2 separate regions of the Mus musculus genome follow, and region 1 is linked to region 2. Evidence: chromatin contacts called from public promoter capture Hi-C data. All regions are on one chromosome and are shown on one strand. The core of a region is the stretch at or near the end of the contact, and the rest is flanking DNA. Distances in the headings are between cores, read along the strand shown. Region 1 overlaps Trpm3 (transient receptor potential cation channel, subfamily M, member 3). Region 2 overlaps Trpm3 (transient receptor potential cation channel, subfamily M, member 3).

Region 1 (4,275 bases), core at 73-2,572, 130 kb after region 2:
ACCTGTTGGCATGTGAACTCACATATATGATTCCATTTTGGTCGCAGGGCATCTCTATTAAATAAGATAGGATAATTTTTATTGTTTTCATTTTCTAGCTGGCAGAACAGTGGCTTAGAGAGGTCCTATCTCACCCAACCACAAGATGGACAGCAGAGGATGCAAGATATTCCCACTACCTTCTAGGCTGTACCTGTTCTCAGCCACACAGGCAGCTGCTGAGGGGCCGCATGTGTGGACAACATGCCTATCACAGCAGAACCTTCTGTAGAGACAGAAATGTTATGTGTGCTTCTAGTCACACGTGGCTACTGGGTATTGAAATGCAATCGATGTCGGGCATGGCGACACTCACCTGCTATTCCAACATCGAGGAAGCCAAGCCAGGAATGAGTGCCCCATCCTGTCTTTAAAATAAACAGTAGATAGATGGATGGATGGATGGATAGATAGATAGATAGATAGATAGATAGATAGATAGATAGAAGATAGATCTACAGTGCACAGGAAAACAGACCGTGGCAAAGAAGGATCCCCCTGCGCGCGCGCACAGACACACACACAAAATGTCATTAGTGGAATGGAGTCACACGGCTTGGTTGTGGAGAAGAGGAATCGATGAAGAAGTGACTGGAAGGGTCTTCGTGGCATAACTAACTACTGTGTTTCTCTTGTCTTTTTTTGTTTGTTTGTTTGTTTTTGTTTTGTTTTGTTTTGTTTTGTTTTGTTTTGTTTTGTTTTGTTTTGTTTTTCCGTCCCACTTTATACAGGTGCCAATGCATCCGCCCCAGACCAACTGAGCTTAGCTTTAGCCTGGAACAGAGTTGACATCGCTCGCAGCCAGATCTTTATTTACGGGCAGCAGTGGCCGGTAGAGTATACGTCGTAGTCGTTACCCTTGAAAAGCCACCATGCGCTTGACAAGGGTTTTTAACGGAACCTTTGAAAGTGGATCAGAAATTTGGGCGGGGTTGGGGCGGGGATGGAGGAATCTTCTTTTGCATAGCATAGCTGGGCAGCAGTCTCGTGTTTGGGAACATGCTGTCACCTAGTGGACGATATTGCTAAGCGCACCACTAAAGGTTCCCTGGCTCTTAGCAATTTTTGGACGCATAGCCTATCTTATTATTCAATCTTTAAAGATACAGTTATAAAAAAGTTAAAATTTAGAGGAGTGGAGGGAGGAAGGGAGGGAGGGGAGAGAGAGAGAGAGAGAGAGAGAGAGAGAGAGAGAGAGAGAGAGAGAGAGAGAGAGAGAGAGAGAGAGAGAGAGGATTCGCATGTTTCTGGTTGTCTTTTAGGCGAGCAGAAGGAGGAAGCTGCTGCCACCAAATGGCGGCACGTTCCTGCTGGTTTGCTAATGGGCCAGGCCTCTGTGTACAGGTACCATCTGGTCCTGGTGGTTGAGCGCAGGTCGACCTATCCCAGCACAAGTGAACCAAAGCTTTATATAACTGCCCGTGGCTTTTTTTTTTTCCCCCGTCATTTGGCTGTCAAAAATCATAACTTGGGAAATGGGCCATTGGGTGATGTGCGCACGCATCCACGGGTGGCAGCCCAGCATCAGCTTGGAAGTAAGACTCTCTGAACCTTCCATCCCCAGGAGCTCTGGCCACCACTGAGTACCTGTCCTTATAGAGTTCAAGGATTTCTAATCGGGGAGCGTATTTGTCAAGGAATCTGGACGTTGAAAAAAATGAGAGAACGTGAGAAGAATACAAATCACAGCCAGTCCAGTGCTCCAACCCAGAAAATACATTGTTCTTAAGTTATGTGACGCCAGTTTGCCTCCGGAGTGTCCGTTACTACACACCTGCACACCTGTCCAGGCCTGTTTGGCCCTCAGCTATGTTTTCCTGGGTTCCTATCCTCAAGTCAGCCGGGGCTCTCATTCAGAGCCTAGGAAAGAAGGAAAGGAAGGCAGGAAAGTGTCTAGTGCCACCTGTACAGGCACAGCAGAAAACTAGCCAGAGAATCCATCAGGAGGAAGACCTTGGATCCTGAGGCTCCAGAACAAGAAAGAGATTTAGGAGAGAAAGTAGCTTCTAGACCTGGAGTCCTTGACTTCTGTTTCCCAAGACCTGTGCCTCCAGGACCAGGGGTGCCACCTGGCATCGGAGCACTGGCTCTGTCTGGTTTATCTAGAGACTTGCAGATATCAAGCCTTCTGGGTGAGCCCGGAGGAACTGCGCTTCTCTGACGTGGGCAGGCTAAGTGAATATCTTGAATTGCAGGTAGGGTCCCTGGAGCAAGCCATGCTGGATGCCCTAGTCCTGGACAGAGTGGATTTTGTGAAATTACTCATAGAAAATGGAGTAAGCATGCACCGTTTTCTCACCATCTCCAGACTAGAGGAACTGTACAATACGGTAGGGCCAAGCTAAGATGCCTTTTCATTTCTCTTTCTCTTCTGTTTGTTTCCCTCATCCTGCCTGCCCATACCCCCATGCCTGTGATTCTCTTCCTGTCTCTCCTGTGATGCATGCGTCATTCCTCACTTGCATTCCCTTACACCTGGATAGACGACAGACACCGAGTCACCAAGAACTCACTTGTTCTAACTGCTCAGTTGTCAGCATCTTAGGCAAAAGGTGTCGTGATCACCATAGGGCGTTGTTCTCAGATTCTAACTCAAAACCACAAGCAGGTCTCTGTCAATTGGAACACACGCACTCTGTAAGCCCAGGGAGGTGTTGGTGACAAATAGTGCAAGGAGGGTTGGTTTAGCACCAACCATCAAATGATGCTTATTAAGTAGCTTGTATCACCATGCCATCCTCGGAGCTACTAAGTTCACACACACACGTGCACACGCACACACATACACACATGCACACACACATGCACACAAACACATACACACATGCACACATACTCACACACACATACACACATGCACACACACACACACATGCACACACACACATGCACACACACGCATGCACACACACCCTGCACCCCCACACCATGATAGAAAGTATAAAATACCCTGGAATCATCCAAAAACATGTGTGGTAGTGGCTGTTCTTTGCAGTGGCATTCACTAAAAAAGCCAAGTGTGTTTAAAGAACTGATGTTGTTTTTTTTAACCATTTCACAGATGAGAAAACTGTGGCAGTCTTAGTCTATTTGTGCGGCCACAACAGAATGCCTGAGGCTGAGTAATTTATAAAGAACATGCTTTCCTTTGTCACAGTTCTGGAGGCTGGACGTCCAAGATCAAGGTGCCAGGAGCTTCACTATGTAGTGAGAGTCACTTTGTCTTTCCAGAATGTGTCCACTGGAAGGGGCAAACGCTGTCCTCTTAGGACAGAAAGGTTGGAAGTACAGAAATATGAACCCACTTCTGTCTAGCCCTCAATTCCACTTACAAAGAAGGTACCCTTGTAACCAAGTCACCTATCACCTAACAGCCTCATCTCCCCCACTGCATAGGAAATGCAGCATGAATTTTGTAGTCACAAAAGTGTAAAACATACACAGAGTAAAACATACACAGAGACTAAGAAGTAGTTGATTAAAGGTCCTAGATCTCTGAATAACAACAACGGCAGAAAGAACTCAGTAACAAATTTAAGCCTCTTTTCAGAGGTTGCTTTTTGATTCACTGGCCACAATGTCTGTCCCAGCACCCTGAGTGTGATGGGATAGAGCTATGGACCGGCCCGGACTAAAGGCAGACGGTAGGTAATAGCAGCTAGCTTCATCTTAATGCCACTGCAGGAAGTAAGTCAGCTGGCAGAATAGATCCAGACTTCTGCTTCCCCTACAAGCTTGTCTTGCCTCAACACACTGAGACTTACAGTAATGAATAATGGGCATCATGACTTAGAAATCAGTTAGAGAGTTATGGCGGTACGAAGGGTCATTCCAAAGCCTGGAAAAGAAGGAAAGAAAGAAGCCTATTCCTAGACCTCAAGCCAAGGTCTCATCACTCCCATCAACAGGTGGTGGTCACCTGCAGGGCTCCCATAATCAAACAGGTGGTGGTCACCTGCAGTGTTCCCATCATCAAACAGGTGGTGGTCACCTGCAGTGTTCCCATCAACAAATAGGCGGTAGTCACCTGCAGTGCTCCCATCCACAGGTGGTGGTCACCTGCAGGGCTCCCATCAACAGGTGGTAGTCACCTGCAGTGCTCCCATCATCAAACAAGTGGTAGTCACCTGCAGTGCTCCCATCATCAAACAGGTGGTAGTCACCTGCAGTGCTCCCATCATCAAACAGGTGGTAGTCACCTGCAGTGCTCCCATCAACAGGTGGTGGTCACCTGTA
Region 2 (4,023 bases), core at 1,029-3,528:
ATGAAGTAACAACATCATAGATTCAAAGGAGAAAACCGAATGGGAAAGGGTTTGGGCAAAGATAACAGTGAGTGCCATGCCTGGTGCAGAAGGACATTCAGCCTGGAAAATCTGAGTGTGCTCTTCTTCCACTGTTTATTATTGTTATTGTGATTATTATCAAACCATTTCCAACTAAATCAATGCATTTAGAAGATCTAAAAGAAATATTTTTGCATTAGCCAAGTCTATCATGACTTCAGTATTTCCATTTATACATAAAAGGAACTATCTATTGACTTCTCCCTACTTACTGAAAGTAATAGTCACCCGTGACTTCTTTTCACTCTAGATCAGGATCAATGTATTTGGTAGCAACGCATAGCAAACCTTAGAAAGTCAGGCGAACAGAAAACAGATGGAAAAAGTTTGTGCTGAGTGGGTGCTTTTCTGCCATAATCATCAACTCACAGTTAGAAGAGATGGTATTTCATTTGCGAAGGGTCTCAAAGAATTGTGGATTAAGACTCTCATTTGCTTAATATGGCTAGATCTGAGGAGTTCACTACAGGGCCCTCCAAAGTGCCTCTGAGGATTGCAAACAATTTGTTTAGTCCCTTCAAAATGTTATTTGGAGCATTTCAGTCTCTTGAAACAAATGGATGTAAACGCAAAATGTAATTCATACAATTCTAAAGAATAACTAGAAATGTCACTAATGACACTAATGATTGTTTTAACAATAAAAGACATTCTAAGCCTAAACGCTCAACTCATCAGCCCCTAAAACAAAATGAGGAAAACAAGAGATTTCATGCCTTCATAGTGGCCAAATAGGCAAGCAGCAGATTTTTCCTTTCTCTTTTGGCACCCTCAACAAACAGGCTGTCCCTGTTCCACACTGGAAGCCAGGTTTCCAAACTCAGCAAAGGTCTACATGCCGCAGCCCAGAAGGCAAACACTCCAGTCCCCAAACGCAGGCAGGGGAATGCTCGACCCTAACAAGCCTTGGCATCTCTGGGTCCACGTGGGGACGTGTGGGCAATTCCTGCTGGAAAGACGCAGAGTGGAAAAAAAAAAAAAAAAAAAAAAAGAATAGGTGTGTGCCTTTGCCAAATCAGGGCGGGTGAAGATTGAAGCGTCAGCTTTCCTGGTCATCAAACAAATCCGAGCTGAGCCCTGCCTCATTAGCAGCATCTCGTCTACCCAGAGGGAGAGCACAGGAAGTGTGCACCGTCTGTGCTGCACATTAGGAATTGTTATGAAATCCTGGGGGAGGCTGGGAAGCAAGCCACAACTGAGCACAGCATGCCTGCGTGAAGTCTAGGCAGCCGTTCCCTGCACCTTGCTTTCCAGCCTCAGACCCTGGCCTGTTGAAACACAACAGCATGTGTTTTGCCCTGTTGATTTATATGTTCCCATTGGTCAAACACTAAGAACTATTTCACTAGACGTTGTTGTTCATAAACTTAGATACATAGGAAATGTCGCCTAATGACACTATCAAATAGACTCTAACCTCCCTTCATATCATGTTTTCAGTTCAAACTTGCTATAAATATTAGTCCCGCACCCTCCCCCAACCCTGTGCTAGTTAGTTTTCTATCACTGTAAAAAGCTTTTGAGCTTACATTAGTAAGTCGATTCTTTACTTACAAGCAAACTACCAAAGTAGAAAACATGGGTATAAATGAGACGTTTTCACTAGTGAAACTCCCATTGCGAGTTTCCTATACAGTCCCTAGTAGCTAGGTCCTGGGCTTGACTTGCTAGGGAGTTCATCTGCCAACAAAAGCAGCGTGCCACCAGTACAGCTCAATGTGCAACAGCGCTCCGTTTATACGCACGCGTGTTTCCAACTTAGTCATTTACCATTGCATACTCGGGATAAATGAACTAACAGGATTTCCCTTCTACAAATTCCCTTAGAACATTATCTAGGCCCAAAGGTGCACAAACTGTAGCCCAGGAGTCAAATCCATCATATCTATTTTTGTAAACAAAGATTTACTGCAACATTTGTTGTTGTGAATAAAATATCTCCCGATGGTTCTGTGCCACGATCACAATCCTCTGGCAGAGCTGAAAAGAAACGCTTTCTCTGGCCCTTCAAGGAAAAGGCTTGCTGATGGCTCACGCTTTAAAGTAGACTCCTAGGAACATTGTGGATGGGCATTTCGGGTCTCACCCCGTGAACTTTTCCTGTATTTGCTTGAGCAGGGACACACTTTAGATGTCAGCTGTTTTGTTCTATTACCTCCCCCTGCAGCTTAAGCTAAGCCACTAGCTCTCAAAGTGTGCTCCCTGGACCAGCAGCTGCAACAGCGCCTGGAAAACTGCTGAAACACAAATTCTCACTGATCTGAGACTCCCAGGGAGGGGCCAGTGTGGGATTTCAAGCAATGACCCCCACGAGTGATGCTGATGGGTCTAAAAGAACAGCCTTTGTCCTTGCAGACACTGGCAAGAGATTTCCACACACACTGCTTCTTCCAATCATTTTCAATGAGCAAAGTACTTCCTTACAGTAGGATTGCAATTCTAGGGCATCCCTGAAAGGGCCATATTTTTACTTAATAATCTCAAGATAGCCTTCTTTTAGATAATAAGGTCACGAGTTATTACGGCAGCCACATAGATTTTTGGTGCCAGAAGCTACAAAAGGCAGTTTCACATAGACTATAGAATAGGACAAAAAAACATTAAATACTCCCATGATTGAGGTCTCAGAGAACCTACTGCATACCTCTGGGCTATAACTCCCAACTTCTCATCATCATACTGGATGAGTTTAAATGATAATGTGGTGTGGCATCCATCTCCAGATGAGAAGTAACAGGATCCATCTCTAGCACCACTGAGGATAGGCTAGGCCATGAGAAAAGTTTTCAACTGATATCTTCCCCCCTAACAGATTAGCACAGGTGCCTCTGAATTGCAGCTCTGTTCCTTTGCTTAATCATTGAGTTCTCTGGGGCTTCATCTCTCCTCATGCAAACAGAGGAATAGCTCTGATATCGAACAGCTGGGGTTTAGAAGGAATGGAAAACGGAGCCCATGAAACAGTGTGATCAACAGTGAACAAACAAACTCAGGGCCTCTTTTAAACACCCTATACTGCTGTCTACTTTAAGAAATATCAGAAGTGACCTTGCGCTCCATAAGTGTGTAACTGTGTGTAAAGGTTTGTCCAGGATTCAGCTGTTCCAGTTTATAATTAGTATACTGCAGTGATTATCAGTGAGGACACACACACACACACACACACACACACATAAATGTGCCCTGGTTGAATGGTAAATCAATTGATCCCCTTAGTGTAAGACAACACTTCATTCCAAACCCAAAACGCAAATGCAGCCTTGTTTGGATTCATTTGTAATTACCTTCTTTAAAAAGCACATTACCAGCCGGGCGTGGTGGCACACGCCTTTAATCCCAGCACTCGGGAGGTAGAGGCAGGAGGATTTCTGAGTTCGAGGCCAGCCTGGTCTACAGAGTGAGTTCCAGGACAGCCAGGGCTACACAGAGAAACCCTGTCTCGAAAAGCCAAAATAAATAAATAAATAAACAAACAAACAAATCTTAAAAAAAAAAAAAGCACATTACCATCATTATTTGCTCATAAAGAGCTATCACTGTATTAAGAAAAACACATACCATACAATGAAAAACAGTATTTTTTCACTTAGAAATAGATTTGCACTTCCAAAGTGGAAACAGGGGCTGAGGTTGTCTCAGCACTGTCTCAAAATGGCCTCTCAATGGCAACACACTCTTTGTTCTGTATGTCTACTCTTGACAAGAACCATATTGAGAGTCCGGCACCACAGCACCACCGATGGGGAGTCAAATGTCAGTATCACTGTTGAGACTGCTGGAGATAATGAGGTGGTGTGGGATCAGTTCCAACACCCCCACCAGGCAACAGGATCTCCCAACACTTTACCTAGGGAGGTGCCTGGCATTCATTCCCTAAGGAAAAAGCTAGCATCCCTCATCCGAGGGCTTTCAGAAGCTAGCCCTCACCAGGCTAAGAAGCAG

The links. Promoter capture Hi-C pulls out the DNA fragments that hold promoters and counts their contacts.
Region 1: a contact with region 2 is called in a promoter capture Hi-C map of hippocampal neurons, with 7 times the contacts expected there. A contact is called at or near these places in 4 of 39 promoter capture datasets (embryonic stem cells, hippocampal neurons and liver), 8 of 484 Hi-C or Micro-C datasets (brain, cerebellar granule neurons, cerebellum and 4 more) and 2 of 9 other capture datasets (liver and pancreatic islet).

The regions. Positions count from the first base shown.
Region 1 is chr19:22,883,114-22,887,388 of GRCm38.p6, forward strand. It overlaps Trpm3 (transient receptor potential cation channel, subfamily M, member 3), which reads left to right. Exons shown (of 26, transcript NM_001362491.1): 10 at 771-871; 11 at 2,235-2,369. Among named protein-coding and RNA genes, the nearest start is that of Gm52388, 41 kb to the right of the region's middle.
Region 2 is chr19:22,752,488-22,756,510 of GRCm38.p6, forward strand. The region is part of intron 6 of Trpm3 (transient receptor potential cation channel, subfamily M, member 3); the gene reads left to right. Among named protein-coding and RNA genes, the nearest start is that of Mir204, 3.9 kb to the left of the region's middle.